2 separate regions of the Mus musculus genome follow, and region 1 is linked to region 2. The links are chromatin contacts, called in public promoter capture Hi-C maps. All regions are on one chromosome and are shown on one strand. Each heading gives the region's core, a stretch centred on a gene start, on an enhancer-like site or on the middle of the called end of the contact. The rest is flanking DNA. Distances are from core to core; before and after follow the strand shown.

Evidence for each region. Capture Hi-C pulls out chosen DNA fragments and counts their contacts.
Region 1: a promoter capture Hi-C map of pancreatic islet shows a contact between it and region 2. The contact joins two enhancer-like sites. A contact is called at or near these places in 1 of 115 datasets of contacts at active chromatin or transcription factors (embryonic stem cells) and 2 of 9 other capture datasets (adipose tissue and pancreatic islet).

Annotation. Positions count from the first base shown.
Region 1 is chr10:70,267,943-70,272,097 of GRCm38.p6, forward strand. The region is part of intron 3 of Slc16a9 (solute carrier family 16 (monocarboxylic acid transporters), member 9); the gene reads left to right. Among named protein-coding and RNA genes, the nearest start is that of Gm40687, 20 kb to the right of the region's middle. Within about 2 kb of position 1,574, at least 9 of the 459 cell types and tissues checked have an H3K27ac peak or open chromatin away from gene starts, as enhancers often do. A contact at or near this core is called in pancreatic islet, where this site is marked.
Region 2 is chr10:69,909,563-69,913,322 of GRCm38.p6, forward strand. All of the region lies in intron 23 of Ank3 (ankyrin 3, epithelial), which reads left to right. Gm33361 (a long non-coding RNA gene) reads right to left here. Exons shown (of 2, transcript XR_380548.4): 1 at 1-3,760. Among named protein-coding and RNA genes, the nearest start is that of Gm33361, 10 kb to the right of the region's middle. Within about 2 kb of position 1,374, at least 91 of the 459 cell types and tissues checked have an H3K27ac peak or open chromatin away from gene starts, as enhancers often do. A contact at or near this core is called in pancreatic islet, where this site is marked.

The DNA.
Region 1 (4,155 bases), core at 324-2,823, 360 kb after region 2:
ATGCTCGATGATCGAAGAGTAGAGTCTTAACCCTGAAAATTCCTGTGCAGTATACTGTATTTAAATGTGTTCGATGCTAAAAATCACTAGACGACAGTTAGACGAGTTTCTATCAGGCTCTGTTTACTTTAATTATGCAAACTAAACAACGATCATTTCCTGTACATTCATTCATCTTGGAAAGAGCAGTGTCATAAGCGTCTCCCTCAGCCCCTATTTAAATAGTTTTGTTATCAAAAATAGTTATCCCTTCCCTACTCCCCCCCCACACACACACACTTTGAGACAGGCCCTCCCTATAAAGCCTTGGACGGGCTGCTGCCCGAGTGCTGGGATTAAAGATATCTGTCACTAGTTTCAACCAAAGACAATCTTGATTCTCATGGATGTACAGTTGTGCTAAGCAGCTGTGATTCTGGGTTGGTTTTGTTTTGTTTTGAAGCAGAGTCTCCTAATATGGCCCAGCCTGGCCCTGAACTCTCCATCTTCCTGGCTCAGTTTCCCTACTTTGGGGATTGCACATGCGCTTCTCTATGTCTGGCTATTAAGTATGATTTTTAGTATTGTCTAAGGCTGCATCTGTAATATATAAGCCATAGACTCAGATGAGAAATAAGAGCTAACACCAAGACCAGGGCTGTTTTCAGTACTATATACTATATATAGATAATGCATACTTATACCTTTAATGTCTTTAAATCCTATGTGATTGTGCTAAAGATCAGAAGTGAGAATCGGTGAGTCACGTTGCTGGTCATCTAGGTAGAAGGACAGGCTGATAAATGTGTAAGTTGCCACATAGCAGAAGCGAGGCCAATGGCGAAGTGAAACCAGTGCCCTGTGCCTGTGAGCTATGGGGATGTGTGCAGAGCCTGGCTGAGGAATTGCTGTGTGACCTTTAAGCACAGGTGGGCTGTGGCCAGTGGATGTAGACCAGAAGAGAAAGGAGGGTAGTGGAGGACGCACAGAGCCAAACACTCAGAAAGGGATACGGTGGATAGCATGCGTGCATAGGTAGGTGGGTGCGTGCATACAGTGCCTGCGGAGGCCAGAAGAGGGCGTCATAGCCCCTGCTGGCGTGGGTCCTAGGAACCAAATTCAGGAGCCCCAGTAGAGCAGCAAAGTGCCAGTCCCAAGCAGCAGCCTTTTCCTACATATTTATTTTTAAAAGAAATACACGTGTCATCTGAGAGTCTGCAGATATGTCAAAGCATCTGATAGACGCAGCCTGTTGGGAAAATGTTGCATCTTCTGTCGGTTTTTTTTCTTGCAGAAACTTGGAGCGGTGCACACCGCAGCTTAGGTAGACAGGAACGGTGCTAAAGGTTCAGGGAGCTACGAGGAAGTCAGAATTGCCATGACTTCAGGAGGTCAGAGAAAAATGCTGAGGTAAACTGGGAGCTGCAGTGGGTGTGAAGTGGAGCTTAGCGTCTGGCTGAGTTACAGAGCTCGCTGAATAACGACTGTAGCGTTTTCAGAGATCATCTACGTCTTTTTGAACAATTGAAGAGAGTATATTGAGTACACACCTTAGGGAATGGTGGGTGTGTTTAAAGTCTGTAAAGGTGAGATAAAGAGAACTATATAAGGTGTATTGAAGCAAACATCCTTGGCCACACTGATCTATTATTCTAAGGTGGCCTTGGTCCAAAATGAAACTGTAGCTTGGCAGAAGGCCTTGTTGGAAGTGTGTGTGTGTGTGTGTGTTTACAATGGCTTTTGTGCAAGTCATGGTTTGTAGAGTCATTTGCAAAAGGCTCTTGACAGCTTTCACTTTTGGGGACATATGCCTGAGATTTTGTTTTTTCACAGCTCCTCGCTGTCTGTCTGTCTGTCCGTCCATCTATATGAATGTATATATGCATGTATATATGTATATGTATGTGTGTATATGTATGCATGTATATTTGTATGAATGTATATATGTGTGTATTTTTGTTTCTGTTTTATGGCTAGATAAAAATGACTCTATTGGATTCCACTTTCACACAGTGTATGTGTATATGTGTATACATACACACACATTATGCAGTCCTTTCAACCTCCTCTCCCTTGCCCCTCCCCTCTGCCTCCCATTAGTCTCTTAGACGTCAGCTGACTCTGCCTAAATATGGTTATTTGGTGTCAAAAGTATTATGTGTCTTAGACAAGTTTCACTGCTAGAATTTCATCAAAGCTGATTGACACCAGAGAGTGCTTTAAGACAATAGTTTAGAACCTTTAACATCTTAGGACTTTTTAATGTTCTTACTTAGACCTCTAAGGAACTTTAGATGGTATGGATTATATATTTACATATTGCATCATGCTTTAATATACTACATATGAAATATGATAAATTTAGGGCTGAGGAGACAGATGCCCCAGCATTTAAGAGTACACGTTACTCATGCAGAAGGCCCGCCTTCAGCTCCCGACACTCTCAGCAGGCAGCTCACAACTGCCTGTAGTAACTCCACCTCTAAGGGATTGGCTGCCCGCTTCTGTTCTCTACAGACAACAGGGTTCAGACAGTTATACAGACATAGCATACCCACCATATACCAACATACAGACCACGAACACACACAATACACATACATGTAAAATAAAATAAATGTTAACAACTAAGAAATACAAATTTAAACGATAAATTCATTTAAAAGTTGTTTGTTTTTGTTTTGTTTTGTTTTTTGTTTGTTTTGTTTTTGCCAGACAGGGTCTCTCTCTATAGCCCCAGTTGTTCTAAAACTCACTCTGTAGACCAGGCTGTCCTTGAACTCACAGAACTCTGCCTGCCTCTGCCTCCCAAGTGCTGGGATGAAAGGCGTGCATCACCACACCCGGCTATTTATTTGTCTTTATTTTATGTGTATGTGTGTATGTGTGATTGCATGAGTATATATGCACTATATGTGAGCAGGTGCCTGTGGTGGCCAGAGGGTGTCAGCTCCCCTGTAATAGAGTGAGCTGCCTGATGGGGCTGCTGGGAGCCACACCCAGGTCCTCTGTGAAAGCACTAAAGGGCTTAACCACTGAACCATCTCTCCACCCACTAAAAAGACAAATCGAAAAGCATTTGTTTAGCAGTCCACTTAAAGGTCACAGGCTCAGTGTATGTTGACAGTGTATGGTAACAGATTTATTGCGAAAAGTAATTCTATTTCCTGAAACAAAACGAATTTAGTGACAGTAGTGTTTGTATTGTATGAGGGGTTTTGGGGGTGCCAGAGTTGAACGTAGCCCCGTGCATGTACGCTAAGGAAGTTATCTCCTATCCATGAGACGAGTGGTCTTGTCCTTGTGTTCACAAACTGCTTTAGTTTATCACAGTTGTGACGCACGTCTGAGCATCACAGACAGGGGAGGATTTCCTTTGGCACCCATCTTCAGAGGTGTCAGCTCATCCTGGTTGGAGAGTCCAGAAAGCAGAGAATGCATTCTCTGTCAGTGACTTTCCTAACTCTCTCCCTTTGGTCCCATCCATGGCCAGCTATGGGTGTGCCACCACATTCAAGCTGGGTCTCCCCTCAGGAAAGGCCTACACAGCCATGCCCAGAGGCGGGCGTTACTATTCCCTCGGATGCTTCAGACTGCAATCAAATTGAGAGTCAGGATCCACCGCCTGAGTCTGTCTTTACTCAGCCTGCTGCAGGGAGTACTTTTGAAGCATGGGAGGAAAATATGGACATACACATACACACACACCACACACATACACCACACATACAAACACATACCACACATACACACACACACCACACATATATACATACCACACACATATACCACAAACATACACACATACACCACACATACACACACACCACACACATACACCACACACACACACATGCCAAACATACATATACCATATACATATACACACACACCACACACATACACATATTACACACATACACATATTACACACACCACACACATACCACCCACACATACACACCACACATACACCACACATACACACACATACCACATCACATGCAGACACATACATACATGCACACATACCACACACAAACACATACCACACACACTCATACCATACATATACCACACACATACACATATTTCACACACCACACACACACACACACACACACACACACACACACACACACCTATATGTGATTTTGTGCACGTGAGGGGAGGTAC
Region 2 (3,760 bases), core at 124-2,623:
TCAGGAAGACTTCTAATATCACCCTCAGAGCTACACACACATGTGAGCCCCCCTACACACACACACACACACACACACACAAATACATGCCAAACCAAGTGTGTATTTAAGAGAAAGAACAAATCGTGTTCTTCACAAAGTAGTGATATTATGGGCTAGGGAGATGGTTTAGCAATTAAATTGCTTGCCCCCGTGTGCCTGAGAGTTTGGCTAGTTCAGATCTCCAGAGCTCACAAGTAAGTGTGAGGGCCTAACTGTAATCCCAGTGCTTAGAGAGAAGAGACAGGAGATCCCCCAAGTCAACTGGACAGCTGGACCACCTTACAACAGTGAATAAGGTGATCAACGTACAAGGAAGAATCCTGTTGCCCTACACACACACACACACACACACACACACACACACACACACACACACACACCACATACTCCACCCACATACCACCCACACATACATCCCACACATTGACAAACAGCGCAGACGCAGACACATACACATACCACACACACAGACACCCCTGTGGCTAATAATATTTTTAAAGAATTTACTGACATGACAATAGAAATAAGCCTCTTTCCCACTATCTTAGTATGAAGATGAAGCAGGCCAGGGCACATGGTCAAAGGCAGTTAAGTACAGATAGAGTTTTGGGTAGATTTTAAGAACTCGGGCAAAGAATTTTCTAAAATTTGTAGTATGGGGAGGGGGGTGGCTGTCAGCAAACATCTTCACCCACTGAACCATGTCTCTGGCCCTCAGAGAAAGGACTTTTTGTAATCCTCCTAGAGCACTCTCACTCAGGAGAGAGTAAATATAATTTGCTTTGGCATAATCCAAAATGAAGGGGAGTCTGAAGGACCGGTCTGGGAAGTGTGAAGCTGGCTCGGCCTACCAGGAACGGTCCTGCTTGCCCAATCTCTCTGGTAATCATAAGAAGATACAGAGCCATTATGTGAGTGGCTTTCTGAGCCTGGGAGGGAGCCAGAAAGATTAGCTAACCTCTGGGGAGGCAGGAGGAGGGCGGGGCATGGTGTTACTGTTGATAGGACCAGGAGGCAGGAGGAGGGCGGGGCATGGTGTTACTGTTGATAGGACCAGGAGGCAGGAGGAGGGCGGGGCATGGTGTTACTGTTGATAGGACCAGGAGGCAGGAGGAGGGCGGGGCATGGTGTTACTGTTGATAGGACCAGGAGGCAGGAGGAGGGCGGGGCATGGTGTTACTGTTGATAGGACCAGGAGGCAGGAGGAGGGCGGGGCATGGTGTTACTGTTGATAGGACCAGGAGGCAGGAGGAGGGCGGGGCATGGTGTTACTGTTGATAGGACCAGTGGGAACTGCTCCTACCCAAATTTTAGCATTTTGGGGAATACCTCGTGGGCAGTGTCTCTCTTCATTTTCCCCCCCACTGGGGTTTCTCTGCTTACCTTTCAAATGGACATTCATTAGCTGCTCGTGTGTCCTGGAGGTAAGCTCAAAATGATAACTTTGAAAACCTAGAAGGGAAGACCCTGTCTCAGCGTCATTTCAGTTGCCGTGATAAAAAAATAAATAAATAAATAAATAAATAAATAAATAAATAAATAAATAAAACAAAACAAAAACTCTTGCAAAAGTAACTTAAAGGTGAGAGGGTTTGCTTGAGCTGGAAGTTCCAGGTTTCAGTCCACCGAGCCAAACCATCAGGGGCTTGAAGCATCTGGTCCTTTACTTCAGAAGGTCAGAAGGACAGAGCGATGCTCACATGCACATGGGAGCTCAATGGTCCTTCTCCATTCTTTTAAAGATTTGGCTTTGCTTTATGTGTATACGTGTGTTAGCGTGTGCCTACAGTGGCCAGAAGAGAACTTTGATTCCCCTGGAGGAGGAATTACAGGTAGTTAAGAGCTGCCTATCATCGGTGCTGGGGACCAAAGCTAGACCCTGTACTACAGCAGCCAGTACCCTTGACCTCTGAGCCACGGCTAACTGCTCTTCCACACTGTGCCTTTCCACGTAGACCCTCACAGATAATCAATCCATCACACCCTAAGTGTTTCCTTCCAGAACATCATCTCCTGCAAGCTTCTTCACCTCCCACGTAGCCTAACCCCCACGCAGAAGCTCCAGAGTCTCCCTTGTCTCACGTTCATGTCCAGCCAGCCAGGAACTCTTATCTGCTCTGTTTCTGCATCCATAGAACCTCTCAAGTCTGCCTTCTCCTCTCCATTGTCACCAGCTCAGGAGCTTCCCTGTGGCAGGATCCAGCGGGTGCCTTTTGTGTAGCTGTCATTTGTTCTAACCCCGTAGACTTAGCTGTAAATTAACATACGTATTTCTATTTATTTGGAAGCTAGATTGAATGAGACTGAGGCTAAGATTTACTTATTCAGCTTTAGCACAATTATTGAGGGAATTATCTCCAATCTATATTCTTTCTTCATTTTAATGTATATGAGTACACTGTCACTGTCTTCAGACACACCAGAAGAGGGCATCGGACAAGTGCTTGTGAGCCGTCATGTGGTTGCTGGGAATTGAACTCAGGACCTCTGGAAGATCGGTCAGTGCTCTTACACTGAGCTGTCTCTCCAGCCCCCCTAATCTATTTTCTAACACTAAACTGGCTACTTCCTTAGTTGTGGTCCCCAAATACTTGCTGTTGGAGTCTCACCTTTGTTATTTCTGCTCCATCACTTGGGCACCTGCTCTTGGTCCACTACATCTAATGGAGACCTCACGTTTTCTCCATCTTCTTTCTTCTTCTCCTCCTCCTCCTCCCCTTTTTCCTCCTTCCTCCCCCTTTTCCTCCTTTCTCCTCCTTCTCTCTCTTCCTACCCTCTTTCTCTTCAAGGTCCCTACCTGTGACTCCCCAAGCCCAGTAACCAAAGACCCACCTACCTCTGTCCTCCCCAGCCGTTGGTTGTAGCCACTTTTATTTAACCAATAGCTTTAAATTGGGGAGCAAGGTTTATACAATAAAGGCAATGTATATGTAAGAATTTGGGAGCAACCAGATCTTGGGGTACAGAATTTAGCATTTTGACTACATAGCAGCACCAGACCAACCCCCAATGCTCAGCTGTGCACCCAGCTTCTAAAGAGGTCCTTACAACTCTACATTTCTTCTGCCTCCCAGCTTGACCCTCCTGGGCTTTCACTCCTGTTGTTGGGTAATTGTAACGTGTTCATTTTCATGTTTGTGTAACACCCCACCAAGAACTTACAATAACCCAACTAAGGTCTCTGCCCTCCTGTAGATGGCAATGTGGGTTCTTTCCAGCTTGAAGCTATTGCAAGGAAGCCTTCTGTTTACAGATACCCTCTTGATATGCATAGGTGTTTGCCTCAGGAGAGAATAGATCTATAGGTCCAGAGGTGGAGTTGTAGGTTATAGAAAGGCAGCCAGATACACACACACACACACACACACACACACACACACACACACACACACATCAATAAGCCAGTATTGTAAAGTTGCATAGTGAGATAATAAAAGAAAAAGAGAAAGAAGAGGAAGAAAAGGAGGAGGAAGAGGAGGGGAAGGAGGAGGAGGAGGAGGAGGAAGAGGAGGAGGAGGAGGAGGAAGAGGAAGAAGAAGAAGAAGAAGAAGAAGAAGAAGAAGAAGAAGAAGAAGAAGAAGAAGAAGAAGAAGGAAGAAGAAGAAGAAGAAGAAGACAAGAAGACAATTGCTGGATGTGGCAACATATGTACTACACCTGTGACCCCAGCACTCAGAAGGCAGGGGCAGAAGGAACCCAAGTTCTTAGCCAGCCTGGG